2 separate regions of the Rattus norvegicus genome follow, and region 1 is linked to region 2. A link is a contact called in public Hi-C data. All regions are on one chromosome and are shown on one strand. The core of a region is the stretch at or near the end of the contact, and the rest is flanking DNA. Distances in the headings are between cores, read along the strand shown. Region 1 holds the start of Peli2 (pellino E3 ubiquitin protein ligase family member 2). Region 2 has its middle 79 kb from the start of Peli2.

Region 1 (5,476 bases), core at 1,334-3,833, 80 kb before region 2:
CTTGACGGTTTGCTCTCGGAATGTCCTAGGTAACATTTTACCATGTGATTCAGAACACAGAGAAAAGGACAATCACTCTACAGTTAAAATAAAGTCACTGTACTTTCCAAGTAAACAAAATAGGCTAACATCATCAGATGCTGTGAGCATCTTTAGCCCCAAGAATAATTTCACCAAGAAAATTTCCTAGACAGTCTCTGCTCACCAATATGTATACCCCAAAGGACCGGGCATGCAAAGTAATGGCTTTTTTTCTTTTTCATTGAAATGCACTTGTTATTTTAAAGGTCCAGAAGGCATTCTCTCAAGTCCAGTGGGCAGAACTGGGTGAGACTTGGTGAAAATCTAACTAGTTCACTACTTTTCAGGTCCTCTTTAGCGTGCCCAATGTGGCCAGAGTCTGAAATCTGAAAGAAAGAGGGGGAGGGGGCCGCGGCCACAATTCAGGCATACACAAGCCAGACCAGCATCTGCTGCTCCCATTTTTTCTTCCTTAAAGACCTTCCTAAAGCTGGCAAGAAGCAGCATCCCCCCCCCACCCCGCCCCCACAACGGCAGTGCCTCACTGTTAACTAACTTCAGTTGGGGACAACACAGACATCATTAGCCACTTTCGGGTTTCTCTCTCTGTCCGCCACTGGATGATACCCAATGTCCAAACAGTGTTGGCATGTGGTAGGTGCGCGGATAACTGCCCTGCCGGCCTCCCAACTACTCGGTAAGAAACCACTAAGCCATCGCGGATCCAGGAAAAGCATTCGTAAAGGACGGAGCAGGTGTTACAGGTAATGTGGTTACACAGACACTAAATTACAACAGTCCGGGATACAAACTCTTTTCCTGGCATTGGGAGTGTCCTACGCTTTTAGTTATGAGCACAAACCTCTCTCCGAGCTTACTCTACACAGCTCTGAAACACCCCAGAAGATTGCCTCAAAAGGAAATAATGAAATGGCTCTGGCATAATCTTCTGTGTCAAATCCACAGTGTTAAGCATAGTCTGAAGCCAGCCACATAAACAAAACCAAACTCCACAAAATCTGGCTGGGCTGAAGTTACATAAGACAGACTAAACTGTGGCTCCCCCCCGCCCCCACTCCCCTCTTATCCCCTCCTCTTCCCAGCGAACTCTGACATCTGTCTCCTAAGCGCAAGCAATTCCCATGCAGGTGCGGAAGGCGTTCGACTGCTGAGCTTCCAAATAAGCAACGGTGTTTCCAGTGCTACCCCCCCGCAGAAATGCTAGCAACAAAATGAGGAAGGCTAGGAAACTTTAGACGACGAGCTTAAGTCTTTAAAAAAAATTTTTTTTTAAGTCGGCACTTACTTCGAGGTAGTAATCAAAACACGTTTCTCAGAGTTCCCTGAGTCTCTGCTGGTGGGGGAGGGGGGGTCGCTTCCTCGCGTGTCTCTAAGTCCACCCATCAGCACCCGTGTGGGTCTGAATACAGATCTTTCAACAGAGGACAAAAGCGCGGGTTCCCCAGAGCGGCACATCCAAAGGGAAAACAATCCTTCCCCTGCAGCACTAAACCCAAGTTGCTCCAGCGCCGAGTTTCCTGCACTTTCCGCCTCCCCCACCCACACCCTTTTCATTGCCCACTTTAACCTGCTTTAATCCTGCGAAGCCTCCCTCCGGGTTTATTAAGGGTAAACAATAGAAATGTCACAAGGAAACTCGGGAAGTAGATGAAGTCTCTTAATTGCTGCCGTTTAACGATTGTGGATAATTACTATCTTCACAATGTGATTTTTACCAGCGGAGTGGAAGCCAAGGCGGGCAGGGTGGCGAGCTCCCCGCCGCTGGCGGGGGCATCGGCAAGGCCGAGGCTCGAGGGGTGCAGGGACCCCAGGGGTAAGGGGATCAAGGGGTACGGAGACCCAAGAGGTATGGACACCCGGGGGATCCGGGAAACGTTGTTGAGAGGACCCGGGAAAACCAGGACCAGGTCCAGGCCCTTGGCCGATCTCACTCCCGGCGCCAAAGAAGCGGAGGCCAGCCGGCCGCCCGGGTCACAGACTGGAACAATGCTTAACCCCCGCGGACTGGGCTCTGGGCTCCGGGGACAGGGCTCCGCGTTCGCGGTCCTCAGGAACGAGAAGTCCCCAGCGGCCACGGGCTCCCGGCTGCACCGAGCGACCCCGCGCGGTGCAGGAGCGCCCTCCGGGCCGCAGCAACGAGCGCCCCGGGGACCCGGGCCCTCAGGAGCGCATCCCTCCGCGACGCCCCGCCGCCCGCGTCCTCAACTCACCCCAGGACCACCAGCTCCCCGTATTTCACCGGCTCCTTGTTGGGGGAGCTGGGTTCCTCCTGGCCGGGTGAAAACATGGAGCCGTGCTCGGCCGCCGCCGCAGCCGCCTCCGCCGCGATCCCCGCCGAGTCCGCGCCGCCGCTACACTCCCATCCCGAGAACGGGGTGAGCGCGCCGGGAAACGGCACGGCGGCGAACGGGGCGCGGGGCGGCCAGTCCCGCGGCTGCTCCGTCGTGGCTGCGAGCGTCGCCCGCCGGCTTCCCCGGAGCTACACGCTCTTCCGCCGCTGCGAGCGGGACCGGACTAGGAATGCGAGCGGCGACCGGAGCCCCGCGGGAGGAGGAGCGCGCGCCGCCGGGGGGCTGAGCGGGCCGGGCAGGTGGGACGGCCGCGCCGCCGCCCGCGCCTCCGCGCTCCCGCGGCCCCCGCCCGCCAGCCCCCGCGGCCCGCGAGCGCCCCGTGTTATGTAAACATAGAGTAAAGGGGAAGGGAAGCCCTTAAAGGGGCAGCTCTGTTTTTCTCCTCACTTCCTGTGGAAAGTTGGAGCGCGGGGTCTTCGTCCTCAGCCGCGTGCCCGGGGCTCCTGGCCCCGCCTGCTTGGAAGCCAGGCGTCTTGCCCCTCCCCGCCCCCAGCTCAGGGTGCTGCGCGCCCTGATCTGGGGGTGTCTGCTTTCAAAGCCAAGCCTTTGAGGGGGGGCTTGAAAGGAGAAAGAATCTGCCCATGGGTGGGGGTGGGTGGGATAATCGAAGAACCCCAAGAGCTCCCCACCATTTCACGGGGTGTACCAAGAGAAAGAACGAAGGGAGGAAAGAAAGGAGAGAGAGAGAAGGAGGAAAGGAAAAAGGGAAAAGAAAAGTGAAAAGTTACTTTTAATCCCTTATTCACATCTCTGTCCCTTCTTTCAACCCCCTGGGGAATTTAAAAGGGAATTACCTAGGCTGATTTTTTTTTTTAATGAATACAAATGTTCCTTTCTTTCCAGGGCTTAATCAAGGCACCGTTTGTATTTTATGATTTTTTTATGTTGCTGTGTCTTTAAAATATTGTGGGCTGTGATAGTTTTACTGACTGCTGTTTTTCATCATAGAGGAATTTATTATTCTAGCATTTATTAAGCCCTTGCAACATGCTAGAGACACTACATATTATTCCTGTCACTGCCTTTCCAGACTGTTAAATATTTAAAGAAATAAATACTGCAAAAGCTACCCAGTGTATAAACAGCGAGTGTACACACACACACACACACACACACACACACACACACACACACACACTTAGGCTATGACTCTAAGTAAAAAGCTAAAAAAGAAATAATTGCACGGGTAGCCTTCCATTCTACTGCTCAGCATCGTGCATGTGTCGCTCTCTGACAGGCTATTACTGTAGTGACATGACGCTTTCTGGAATTTTACTTCAGTTAGTAACTGGCTTTTCTTCTTTTAATTGAGGCTTTGGAGATAAATTACTCCGCTATTGATGAGCCAAAAATAAACTTTATTAAACAATTACCTTATTTCCGCTAATTACAGAAATTCTATTCTTAGACTGAAGGCAACTAGCTATCCAGCTTATCCTCTGTGCTTTTCTCTGTTATGAAAATGTAAAGGTTTAGCCAGCGACCCTCCTTTAGACAGTTGAGTTCTTTCTCTTCATCCAGTGTTGGTAGATTTCCGTAGGATGGGTGTAGGTTTCCTTACTCCCTGGTCCCACTTACTATATCGTCTATGTGACTGTCAGCAACCCTCTGAGTCCCGTCACAGTTACCCATCTCCCTAATTATAGTACCTCTCTCTGTCATGTGAACTTCCCCCAGTCTGCTCTGTTGCTGCCACTGATCTCTAGGCTACAATTACCCCCTTCTCTCTTGGCACGCTGTGCTTTTGTGCTTGCATTTCACTCTTCTGGCTCGTTTCTTCCTTGCTGCGCTCTGCATCTGCTGTTAGGAGGATGGAAACAAATATTTATTAACCTCCTACTAAGTCCCAAACTCGAGGCTGAGTGCTTCCTATAAGCTGTCCCAAGCTTTGGCAGAGACACTCCTCCATTGCTGTCAGCTGGTCCAGACACCTCCGCCCTCCACAGGGGCATCTTTCTGTTCTCTCCCAGCATGTTGGTAGAGCTTTAGTCTGTCTTTGTGGAAGTTACTTACAGGTAGTTCTGCTTTCTCCGAGTTTTTGTATCTGTGGAGGCTTTGATCTTAGGCAACTCTGGACTTGTAAGTGTATCAGTTCTGTCAATCACTGTAAACCTTGCAAGCTTGCAGACTGGGAAGCCAGTCTGTTGATGGCCAGCGGGAATGGATGCATAAGAATGACAGGCGAGGGATCCGAGTGAACGAATGGACCAAGTAGGGACTGGCGGCACATCGGTGGTCCTGTGGCCTCAAAAGAAATATCAGACACTCATCTCTACCTACTTATTGCCACGCGAGAATGATAGCTCACTCTTACGTATGAAATCAATTTTTAAGTTCCCAATCCCGATTGCACATAGACTTCTAATATTGAGCGGTCAGAAATGCATCTGAGCTTTTTGGACTTGCACACATAATATCACTTTATTGTTTGGCTGCCCTTTATATGCGATGTGGACCCATTGAAACTATGTCCACTTTCTAGATGGTTCCCAAAGCCCCCAAATCTGCTTTTGCTGATTTTAAGGAAGGCCACATGAGTAAATTAAAGAATACGTCTCAAACCAGATCAAACAGTAGAACTGTGAGTTTGTGGTGAGCTCAACTTTCTCAGAGTTTATGGTCTGGGACCCTAAAATAGCCAGCTTTCATCTCTCTCTTCCCACCCCTTACCTGATCAGTTGTCTGCTACAGCTTCAACCAGCAAGAGCATAACCCCCTCCATCCCAGCTAACACTAGGAATCTGATTGTAACAGGAATTTATCCCCTCCTGAATAATTGTTTTAGTAGCTTCAGGCTGGTGGGACAATCTGGCTGTGCCATCTGCCAATCCACCAAGAACCAGGGTGGGGTTGGCTGTCCTTGCTACTCCCATCAGCCCCTTCTCTCCCCTCCCTGCTGTCTCTGTCATGTATGTCCCCAAACCACTCCACATGCCATATTTTCTGAAATAACCCAATGCATACTGATTTCTCCCCCTGATCGATTTACTTCTTTTTCTTTCAAAGTAAAAGCTTTAGCCAAAAGGTCTATGTTGATTTTTGACGTACTTTAAGTAAAACCAACCATATTTCTAGAGTGAAGA
Region 2 (5,338 bases), core at 2,813-5,312:
TTTTCCAGCCTTTCACTCTGAGGTAGTGTCTGTCTTTGTCTCTGAGGTGTTTTTCCTGTAGGCAGCAGAATGCAGGGTCCTCGTTGCGTATCCAGTTTGTTAATCTATGTCTTTTTATTGGGGAGTTGAGGCCATTGATGTTGAGAGATATTAAGGAATAGTGATTATTGCTTCCTGTTATATTCATATTTGGATGTGAGGTTATGTTTGTGTGCTTTTCTTCTCTTTGTTTTGTTGCCAAGACGATTAATTTCTTGCTTCTTCTAGGGTATTGCTTGCCTCCTTATGTTGGGCTTTACCATTTATTATCCTTTATAGTGCTGGATTTGTAGAAAGATATTGTGTAAATTTGGTTTTGTTGTGGAATATCTTGGTTTCTCCATCTATGTTAATTGAGAGTTTTGCAGGATACAGTAACCTGGGCTTGCATTTGTGTTCTCTTAGGGTCTGTATGATATCAGTCCAGGATCTTCTGGCTTTCATAGTTTCTGGCGAAAAGTCTGGTGTGATTCTGATAGGTCTGCCTTTATATGTTACTTGACCTTTTTCCCTTACTGCTTTTAATATTCTTTCTTTATTTTGTGTGTTTGGTGTTTTGGCTATTATGTGACGGGAGGTGTTTCTTTTCTGGTCCAATCTATTTGGAGTTCTGTAGGCTTCTTGTATGCTTATTGGCATCTCTTTTTTAGGTTAGGGAAGTTTTCTTCTATGATTTTGTTGAAGATATTTACTGGTCCTTTGAGCTGGGAGTCTTCACTCTCTTCTATACCTATTATCCTTAGGTTTGATCTTCTCATTGAGTCCTGGATTTCCTGTATGTTTTGGACCAGTAGCTTTTTCCGCTTTACATTATCTTTGACAGTTGAGTCAATGATTTCTATGGAATCTTCTCCTCCTGAGATTCTCTCTTCCATCTCTTGTATTCTGTTGGTGAAGCTTGTATCTACAGCTCCTTGTCTCTTCTTTTGGTTTTCTATATCCAGGGTTGTTTCCATGTGTTCTTTCTTGATTGCTTCTATTTCCATTTTTAATTCCTTCAACTGTTTGATTGTGTTTTCCTGGAATTCTTTCATGGATTTTTGCGACTCCTCTCTGTAGGCTTCTACTTGTTCTCTAAGGGAGTTCTTCACGTCTTTCTTGAAGTCCTCCAGCATCATGATCAAATATGATTTTGAAACTAGATCTTGCTTTTCTGGTGTGTTTGGATATTCCATGTTTGTTTTGATGGGAGAATTGGGCTCCGATGGTGCCATGTAGTCTTGGTTTCTGTTGCTTGGGTTCCTGTGCTTGCCTCTCGCCATCAGATTATCTCTTGTGTTACTTTGTTCTGCTATTTCTGACAGTGGCTAGACTGCCCTATAAGCCTGTGTGTCAGGAGTGCTGTAGACCTGTTTTCCTGTTTTCTTTCAGCCTGTTATGGGGACAGAGTGTTCCGCTTTCGGGCGTGTAGTTTTTCCTCTCTACAGGTCTTCAGCTGTTCCTGTGGGCCTGTGTCTTGAGTTCACCAGGCAGGTCTCTTGCAGCAGAAAAGTTGGTCTTACCTGTGGTCCCGAGGCTCAAGTTCGCTTGCGGTGTGCTGTCCACTAGCTCTCTGTGGCGGCAGCAACCAGAAAGATCTGCGCTGCCGTTTCCGGGAGCTTCAGTGCACCAGGGTTCCAGATGGCGTTTGGTGTTTTCCTCTGGCGTCCGAGATATGTGTGCAGAGTGCAGTCTCTTCTGGTTTCCCAGGCGTGTCTGCCTCTCTGAAGGTTTAGCTCTCCCTCCCACGGGATTTGGGTGCAGAGAACTGTTTATCCGGTCTGTTTCCTTCAGGTTCCGGCGGTGGCGCATATCTCTTAAGACACGTCCTCGATCAGTTATTAATGACTGTGACTTCAGAAGTACTAGCCCTTTGTATGTTTATACTGCAAAGCGTTCACTCCTTTCTTTCTAAATACCTGCATATCATTGAGGTCTTAGCAATTATAGCTAAGTCTACTGTGAACATTTATTTAAGAGTCTGTATGTGGATCTGTAGTTTTCTTTAATTCTCTTGGCGAAATAGGAGGATCGGGAATGGTTGTACCCTAAGTGAGTATAATTGTTTCATAAAGCCAACATACTCCTTTCCAAAAATCACTGTGCTGTTTTGGAATCCAGCCAGCGATGTGTAAGTAGGTAGTACCTGTGTACAGCATCAATGCTCGGTATTGACAATGTTTTCAATAAAGCCATTATGGTAGCGCGTGTCTCATTGGGACTATAGCACATGTTCCTCTTACGGTGCATCTCACTGAATGTCTTTGCAGATACTTATTCAACATTCATACTTCTCTTTGCTGAGGTGTCTGTCCATATCTCCAATGTGCTTTTTTGCGTCATCTGCTTGCTGCTGCTTCCTCTATCAGATGGATGTTCTGAAAAACGTTTTCTCTTTATCTGTTCTAAATGAAAGAAGTCCTCCATCAGAAAGATGTTCTACAAACCCTGTCTCAGACTCTCACTTTGCCTATTTCTATCAGGCTATCTTTTAAATTTACTTTAAAAGTAATTATTATTAGTGTGTGTGGTTGGCTTATGTATGTATGTGTGTATATATGTACACACACACATAGATAGATAGATAGATAGATAGATAGATAGATAGATAGATAGATAGATAGATAGATGGATGGATGGATGGACAGACAGATGGACGGACAGATGGATGGGTGGATGGACAGATGGACGGACAGACAGACAGATAGATAAAATAAGAGAGAGGAGGGGGGGTCAGAGGAAGTCACTTCTCTCCTTCCACCCTCACATATGTCCTGGAGATTTGAACACGGGTCATCAGACTTGCCCTGCTGAGCCATCTTGCTGGCCCGATGCTGCTTTTGATGTCTATAAGTCAAACTTACCAAATTTTCTCTTGCATGATTCCTATATGGTTTTTAGTTGTATTTTAACATGTGCTCTCTATTCTAAAGTGGAGGAGATCCTAAGATTTCAGTGACTGTTGAACATTAGCCTTCTAGGATGGTACGCTATAAAAGTCTCATACTGCCCATTCCCTGTAAAGATATTTCAGGCACGTTTCAGCCCATATCACACAGCCCAGGTTACCCAACTCTAATGCCCATTCTCCAAATTCCTCCTGGAAGTCAAATCTTTAAAGTCAAACCCTTAAAGCTCCAAGCTCAGTTTCGTGTGACTCAAACTCACAAGATGTCCAGTTAGTTGAAAGGGTCTCCTAGAACACAGTTATGATTAAAATAGTTTCCTCTTTACATGATTGAGTCTACTCAAATTTATGACCCAAGCATTCCAGCAGCATGATGGGATGTTAGCTAAGCACTGTCTTTGACTAGAGTATATGCAAAGCCTTGGGGACCCAGGTAGCTTCCTCTATTCTTATCTGTGGGGTCCACGCTCCTGATGCTGATGTGATGTAGATGAGATACACTGAGAAAGAAACCAATCAGCTGCCACAGAGACTCCCACAAGGCAGAATGGTGTCCCCTCTTATTTCTAGTTCCTAACACCTCTTTATTTATGCCTATGGGAAATCCCAGATACCTCAAGCTTAAGTGACAATGTGGGTCCTCTGCTCTTCTCAAGTCGAGTTCCAGCTTTGCACTTAACATATGCATTTCTTTAAATTCGTTGTCTTTGGTCACATTACAAACCCTACCACCACCTCAAATGCTGCATGTTCCAGAAGAACCTGTCTCTGCTTTCAAACTGGGTTTTCTCTTCAACTGTACCATCTGCACCGGGCTTCATCTCGAAGGCTTCTTGGGCTCTTTCAACCTTATTATTCAATAACCCCGTACAATGGGCTATTCTTAAATTTGTCCTTCTCTCTCTTCATCTCAAATAAAGACTGTCTTGTTTGAGTTGCTGTAGCAATTTCTGACCTATTTCTCCATAATTCTCTCTTGTCTTTCACTCTTTTGACCTGGTTATAAACTCACATCATGTTCATAGTGGGCAGATCTTCCTATACTCATTAAACAACTTCCCTTGGTTCCTCTGCCTCCCTTTGGAATGTTCTGGACTATGAACTTCTCTGCTCCACCTACCAGAGTAGGTTTCCACTGCAAACTCTGCCCTGGAGCCAGTTCCCTAATCCCTGCCCGTAGGTACCATGCCCACTCTGTCTCTGAATCATTTGCCTGGGTCATTAACTTTCCTCCAAGACTCAGAACCTGCCAGGTCACTTCTCACAGTCACTAAAGCTTCACCTTCCACCTGCCTTCTGTAACTAAATTCTCTGTGCTATAAACTGCGGATTCAACTGGAATTCACTGAGTTTTGACTGCTGTGTCTAGGTAACACATGAATATCTTGTAACAGTGCATGTGATAATGGAATGAACTGTTATCCACACGGAAATACATGAAGGAAAGTGAAAGAAATGCCCTAACAACAGAGGCCCCACTAGGTTTAGGTAGAAACTGAGCCTTTGCGGTCCTAGGCCAGTAGATGTAGACTTTTCATCCCCTCTTGACATTTCTCTTCCTATCTACTCATTTATATGGGGACTGAAGTGACCAGGGAAACACAAGGGACTTGAATCTTATCCAGTGTTTACACCCACAGAGACATGTTGGAAGAACTGATAGGTTGGGATGACCTTAGTATATGCTAGAGACAAGCAATCACAGGGAACCAGAAGTCTGGTTCAGAAAGCTATGGGGTGGCACTGTGTGTGTGTGTGTGTGTGTGTGTGTGTGTGTGTGTGAGAGAGAGAGAGAGAGAGAGAGAGAGAGAGAGAGAGAGAGAGAGAGAGATTCTGGATATGGTACAACAGCTAATAACCAGAGTCTTCCTGAATAAGCTCTGGTGCTGGCATTAGTTGGTCGTTGTATGAAGCAGAACAAGCTGTATTTTAAGCACTGTCATTCTACAGGCTCAATAAACCCTACTTCTCTATGTCCATTTTCTGCCTGGGAGAAATATAGAGATATAGAAAATCCTTCCTCCTCCTCCTCCTCCTCCTCCTCCTCCTCCTCCTCCTCCTCCTCTTCCTCCTCCTCCTCTTCTTCTTCCTCTTTCTCCTTCCTTTTCCTCTTCCTCTTTCTCCTTCCTTTTCCTCTTCCTCTTTCTTCTTCCTCTTCCTCCCCTTCTCTTCCTCTTCCTCTCCCTTCTTCTCCCCTCCTCTTCCTTTTTCCTCTTCCTTCTCCTTTTTTTCCTTTCCTGTCCTCACTTCTCCTCCCCTTCCTCCTCCTTGTAGTCTTCCTTCTCATCTTCCTTCTCCCCTTCTTCCTCCTCCTCTTTCCTCCTCATTCCTCCTCTTTCCTTCTACCCCCTATTCCCTCCTCCTCCTCTTCTTCCTCTTCCTCCTTCTCCTTCTCCTCCTTCTCCTTCTCCT

What was found. Hi-C and Micro-C count contacts between places; a contact is called where the count stands out from the background.
Region 1: a Hi-C map of kidney shows a contact between it and region 2, with 2.6 times the contacts expected there. The contact joins the promoter of Peli2 here to the enhancer-like site in region 2. A contact is called at or near these places in 1 of 12 Hi-C or Micro-C datasets (kidney) and 1 of 1 datasets of contacts at active chromatin or transcription factors (oligodendrocytes).

What each region holds. Positions count from the first base shown.
Region 1 is chr15:23,870,091-23,875,566 of GRCr8, reverse strand. Peli2 (pellino E3 ubiquitin protein ligase family member 2) reads right to left here and starts at 2,583. Exons shown (of 6, transcript NM_001107259.1): 1 at 2,253-2,583. The coding sequence starts at 2,329.
Region 2 is chr15:23,791,540-23,796,877 of GRCr8, reverse strand. No RefSeq gene overlaps it. Among named protein-coding and RNA genes, the nearest start is that of Peli2, 79 kb to the left of the region's middle. Within about 2 kb of position 4,062, at least 2 of the 93 cell types and tissues checked have an H3K27ac peak or open chromatin away from gene starts, as enhancers often do. A contact at or near this core is called in kidney, where this site is marked.